2 separate regions of the Sus scrofa genome follow, and region 1 is linked to region 2. A link is a contact called in public HiChIP or PLAC-seq data. All regions are on one chromosome and are shown on one strand. Each heading gives the region's core, a stretch centred on a gene start, on an enhancer-like site or on the middle of the called end of the contact. The rest is flanking DNA. Distances are from core to core; before and after follow the strand shown. Region 1 has its middle 60 kb from the start of OAT. Region 2 overlaps CHST15 (carbohydrate sulfotransferase 15).

Evidence for each region. HiChIP or PLAC-seq counts read pairs in DNA pulled down with a chosen protein or histone mark.
Region 1: a contact with region 2 is called in an H3K27ac HiChIP or PLAC-seq map of skeletal muscle. The contact joins two enhancer-like sites. A contact is called at or near these places in 2 of 2 datasets of contacts at active chromatin or transcription factors (alveolar macrophages and skeletal muscle).

What each region holds. Positions count from the first base shown.
Region 1 is chr14:133,763,649-133,766,348 of Sscrofa11.1, forward strand. No RefSeq gene overlaps it. Among named protein-coding and RNA genes, the nearest start is that of OAT, 60 kb to the right of the region's middle. Within about 2 kb of position 1,438, at least 20 of the 83 cell types and tissues checked have an H3K27ac peak or open chromatin away from gene starts, as enhancers often do. A contact at or near this core is called in skeletal muscle, where this site is marked.
Region 2 is chr14:133,478,589-133,481,288 of Sscrofa11.1, forward strand. The region is part of intron 5 of CHST15 (carbohydrate sulfotransferase 15); the gene reads right to left. Among named protein-coding and RNA genes, the nearest start is that of CHST15, 65 kb to the right of the region's middle. Within about 2 kb of position 1,318, at least 4 of the 83 cell types and tissues checked have an H3K27ac peak or open chromatin away from gene starts, as enhancers often do. A contact at or near this core is called in skeletal muscle, where this site is marked.

The sequences.
Region 1 (2,700 bases), core at 188-2,687, 290 kb after region 2:
CACCTGCTGGGCCACCTTAGCAAGTCACGTGGTCTCTGATGCTCCATGTTCTCACCTGTGAATGCAGGACCGTACTCACCTGTCACCCCTCACTCACAGCCAAGATGATCAGTGCCCTTCACTGCTGACTCTGGTTTCCACGAAGGCTAGAAATGTGCGGACCGAGAAGAATTCGCCCACCAGGGCACCAACCACTGAAATCATGTAGCTAAATATTAATTGATGTTCATGAAGTGCCTTCGCATCCAGCTGGAATGGAGCAGGGATACCCCACAAACTCTGTGAGGCGGATGCACCCAGAGAATGTGTTCACCAAGCCGTAGGGGACCAGGGGACACCCACATCCCTCCCCCATCACTCAGGGCCTCCATGGCTTCAGGCTGATCTCAGGTTACGGAACGTGGTTAAGCCTGAACCTGGGGCGAGGTCACCACGCCTCATCCAGCACTGAGGGCTCTTTATCACATTTTGTCTCCTGAGGGCACAGAGGTAGGTGGCTGGGGAAACTGAGGCAGCCTCTACGGCATCGCTCTGGGGGATCGGAAACCCCCAAGATGTGGCCCAAGGAAGGCAGCTCGCCCTGGACCAGAGATGATGGAGATGCCAAAATGCTCACCAGCTTCAAAGCCTGGCCTCAAAAGTGGACTCAGAGCAGGGGCGTCACCTACAAAAGCGCTGGAGGTGCCCTGCCCAGAACACTAGAGGGTCAGCACAGCACCAAGGGCCTGCACGGTCTCCTCCCGCACACACCCCCTCCCTCCACCGCACCCCCCAAGCGGCCTCATCCCAAAGTGTAAGTCAGAGAGCAAAGGCCCAGGGAACTCGTGAAGGCCACGCGTCCGCGTGCTGCCGTGAGAGGTGGCCGTTATCAGCAGGAAAATGATCTGCTTCCTACACGGTGACCTAGAATTAGGAGGAAGAAGCCAAGGCAGGACCAAGCGCTGGCCCCACCAGGACCCTGGTGGACCCAGGCATTAAGGGGAGTTCCGCTGAGGCTCAGCTGGTTAAGAACCCGACTAGTATCCACGAGGATGGGGGTTCAATCCCTGGCGTTTGATCAGTGGGTTAAGGATCCAGCGTTGCGGCCAGCTGCACAGCGTAGGTTGCAGATACAGCTCAGATCTGGCGTGGCTGTGGGGTAGGCCGGCAGCTGCAGCTCCGATTGGATCTCTAGCCTGGGAACATTCATATGCTGCCAGTGCGGCCACACAAAGCAGAAAAAATAAAATAAAAATAAAAAAGACATCAAGAAAGTTGGCCCAGAGGACAGGCATGTCAGGGGCCCTCCGAGGTGAGCTGTCCCTGGCCAGGTTGGCTACTGATGGAGAACGAGAAAAAATTGAGACCGTCCAGCAGCCAGGCTTAGCCTCTGGCTGGAACCCACAGGCCTGCCAGAGCTTGCAGGCCTGACTCAGGGGCGTCACCACGTCCAAGGTCACAGGGTCACCACATCCCAGCGTTACTAAGTCACAGCCTTACCACTGGTGCCTCTGGAGGGTTTTCTGGGTCCAGGCCATGGCAGCCGAGAAAATATTTTCCGCAAAGCCATGCCCAGTGACCCACCAGAATCCCCCCGCCCACATAAACATCCCTGGATCCCCGCAGCCCGTCAGCAGGAAAGGTTCATGTGCTTCCCTTAGGGCTTCAACTCTAAACGGTGCCCAGAAATTTTTATAGATCTATTTTTAAAATCAACTCTGGGAGAATTTCCTCATCAGCAGCTGTGGAAGCACAGCCGGGTCCAGGAGCAGGACGACCTGGCCAACCTCCAGCCCCTCCGCCTTCGTCAAACCGTCCCCCTGGGCAGAACACATGTCCCCCCACGCACCACCTCTGCCCGCAGAGGTCATTTCCTGGCAACCAAGACAGCCAACAAGGCTTATCCTTTGCCCCCAAGGAAGCCTTCAGAGCCAGCTGCTTTCATCCAACCCCCCATAAGTATGCTCAGCCAGGGGCAGGCTTCCAGCAGAAGCACCAGCCCGAAGGTGAGCACGGCATACTTTAAAATCCCAATCCGGGAGTTCCCAGTAATGAACCCGACTGGTATCCACGAGGATGTGGGTTCGATCCCTGGCCTCACGCAGAGGGTTAAGGATCCAGTGTTACCGGGAGCTGGGGTATAGGTTGCAGACACGGCTCAGATCCTGCGTGGCTATGGCTGTGGTGTAGGCCAGCAGCTACAGCTCCGATTCGACCCCTGGCCTGGGAACTTCCATAGGCCGTGAGTGTGGTCCTAAAAAAAGTAAAAATAAACAAATGAAATAAAATGCCAACACCACCTACTTCCAGGGCCCTTGAGGCCCAAAGAAATAGTTTCTCTGTCTGAGTTTCCAGGTCCCCAGGGGTCAGGGAGCATGAGAAGGACAGCTCTTGGTGCCAGGCCTGTGACATCATTTCCCCTCCGCATCTGGCTCTGTCACTGTGGAGAAGTTACTTCCCTTCTCTGAGCCTCAGCACCCTCCTCAAAATGAAGGGATAGCACTGACCCCTCTAGCAAGTTCAGCCCAGCCTCCCGAAGCTTGGAGACACGGCTCGGGCCACACCCTGTCCTGGGCCAGGCTCAGCAGGCCTACGGCAAACATTGGCTCCTGACCCCGCAGCCCCCGGCCTGAAGCCTCAGCACCAGAGGAAGGCTGGAGAAAACGGTGCTCTTTTTTTTTCTTTTTTCTTTTTAGGGCCGCACCTGCAGCCTGCGGACCC
Region 2 (2,700 bases), core at 68-2,567:
CACTGCTCTGAGCCCAGGAGAGCAGAGGTGATTATCACAAAAACAGGTGGCCTCCCTGAGCCAGGCTCACCTCAAGGTTGCCCAGGGTCAGCCCCCAGAATCCTCTTGGTGTCCGCCGCCAACAAGGCTGCTCATGGCTACTGAGGGCTGCCCTCACCAGGCCCTCTGCTCCATGTGGCATGTATATTTTCCTCCTGTGCTCCCATCCAGCCTTCGAGATGCACCTGTCTTACAGAGCTTCTCAAGGTCACGTGGCCAGAAGGCCCCAAGCTAGCCCAGGCCTGCCTGACCCAAAGCCCACAGACCCAACGGGACGTGGTCCCTGGCTTCAGAGTTTAGGAGTGGAGCCAGATCAGCAGCAGAACAGAGTGGGTCACTATTCTGGGTCACTAGCCATGTGAGCTGATGGTTTGGGGGTTTTGTTTAGAATTTTTTTTTAAATTGTTTTAAGTGCAGATGAGTGATTTGAAGGCATTACGTCAGCTCTGTTACAGAACTACATAAGTTACAGGAGACTGGAAAGCACGTACACACGTAATAGAGCAGGAAACATTCAGGACGAACAGGGGAGCAGCCCCGGCACAATCAGGAAACCCACACGTGTGTGCACGGAGCACCACGCCGGGCGTCTGCACACCACAGCAACAATGAACGGGTGTTCAGACATCTGTCATAATTCAGTCCTCACTTCCTGAGCTTCGACACTTGGAGAAGCTAAAATTCCTTGGTCATTGCAAGTAGCTCATTCAATTTTACCAGTTTACCTCTGCAGCGATGCTGGGCTTATTGATCTGATTGGCCTTCCCTCCAGGTGGGGGGAACCCTGCGGGTTTTACCCCAAAGGTCACCAGTTCGGAGAGACCACCCCTCATGGTTGGTTTCTCTTTTTGTCATATTTTTGTTCATACCATTTTAAAAACGAAATATAATCCACACACCGTAAAATTCACCCTTTTAAAAATCCGCAATTCAGTAGCTGTTAGTATATGCGTGACCTTACACGGCCACCAGCACCATCTAATTCCAGGACATTTTCAGCACCCCAGAGGGACTGTTGGCTTTAACCTGTCAGTCCCCAGAGGGGCCACTGTCAGCAGTTGCTAAGATCCCCAAGCCCAAAAGGCCCAAGGAAGCCTGAGCCTCAGTGTCAGGGCCGCGTGGCCAAGTGCAGGCTGTCGGAGGCCTGGAGCTGCGCCGTCTCCTGCCACGTACTGCCCACCCAGCAGACCTCTCAGAGAGCCATGTGTGGAGGAAAGCCCTGGGGCAGATGCCGAGGCTGGGGACAGAGGCTGAGGCTGGGGGCAGACGCCAAAGCTGGGGACGGCTGGGAGCAGCTGACAGCTCCTGGACCAGCTCACCCCAGGCCATGCTGGCCCCGGCTCCCTGTGCTCCCAGATTGCCCCCAGCTGGTGCTGTGAACAAATGGTCATCTTTCCTCACCAGCAGCTCCCAAAGTGGACACACCATCTTCCAGTCCACCGCCCATGAGAGCACAGGGCCCTGCGGCCTCCAGAGGGTCGAGCACACACGATACCAGAGCGACAGCTAGAGAGCCCTCGTTACTCTCCATCTGCTGGCATCCAGATCCAAAGCACTGGTCAATAACCCCCACCCTCTGATACAACGCCATCAATAATGATTATAGATATTTTTTCCTACAAGAAAAAAGTCATTTCATGTAGCTGGGAAGGAGGCCCTTTCATCCAATGACTCACAAACCGTGAACATCTCGTCACAAGGGACAGTGAAGCAGGACCAGCTAATTTGGAGGAAACGTCAGCGTCACCTCAGACTGTACCTGTAGGTGACACTGATGAGGCTCATTTTCTGCCAGAAAAGAACATCCAGGTTTGGGCCTAAAAAGGTCAATGTGGCTGCCAAGCTTTGGGTTCCCCGGGGGCCACCTGGGCCGTGTCTTCTCCTCCGCTTGAGCACAAGCAGGATTCTGGGCCCACCTCTGTTTCTTCCTGAGCATCTGCTCTCGGGCCTTGGCGGACATCCAGGGGTGGTGGCAATGCCAAATACACCCTCCATTCTCAAGCCCCGTGTGGCTTACAAAGCACTGTCACATGATCCCGGTACCCGGCGTCTCTACAGGTGAAAAAGGTGCACAGAGGATGGGCTGCCACTGGGTGAGGCCGCAGCAAAGCCAGGCCTGCTTCCCGCCGTGGGGGTCTTACTGCAGAGTGACGGCCACCAGTCCCCTGGCTGACCAGTGCGTGATAACCCGCCCTCGATAATCAGCCCCAACTCTCCGTACCAGGTTCCCCAACTCCACCTGGAGGCCCAGCCTCGGCGCCCGGTGCCCCCACCACCTCTGCAGCCGCTGGCTCTTCTTCCCAGCCTTCCTTGCCCCACAGACCCGCCCTTTGCAAACAATCCATGTGGGAATGCTCGGGCCAGCCAGTGGCTTTGTAAACACTTCTCCCCAAAATAAACAGTGGTAAACACAGGGGAGTCTTCAGCACGATGGTTTTTCTCCCACCAGTAACGAGATGTGGGCCCTCCCTAGGTGGTCACTCCTGAACGGTCTTCAGAGACACCCGCAGACAGGCCCGCATGCCCTGGCCAGGGCTTGGCCAGCTCCCCCTTTCTGCCCTGGGCAGCTCACAGTGCAGCCCTATAAAGTGACCTCGTGCAAATTTGGGGGCCCATAGAAAGATGTGTCAATGACACCTGGACAGGCAGCTTCTGAGAAGC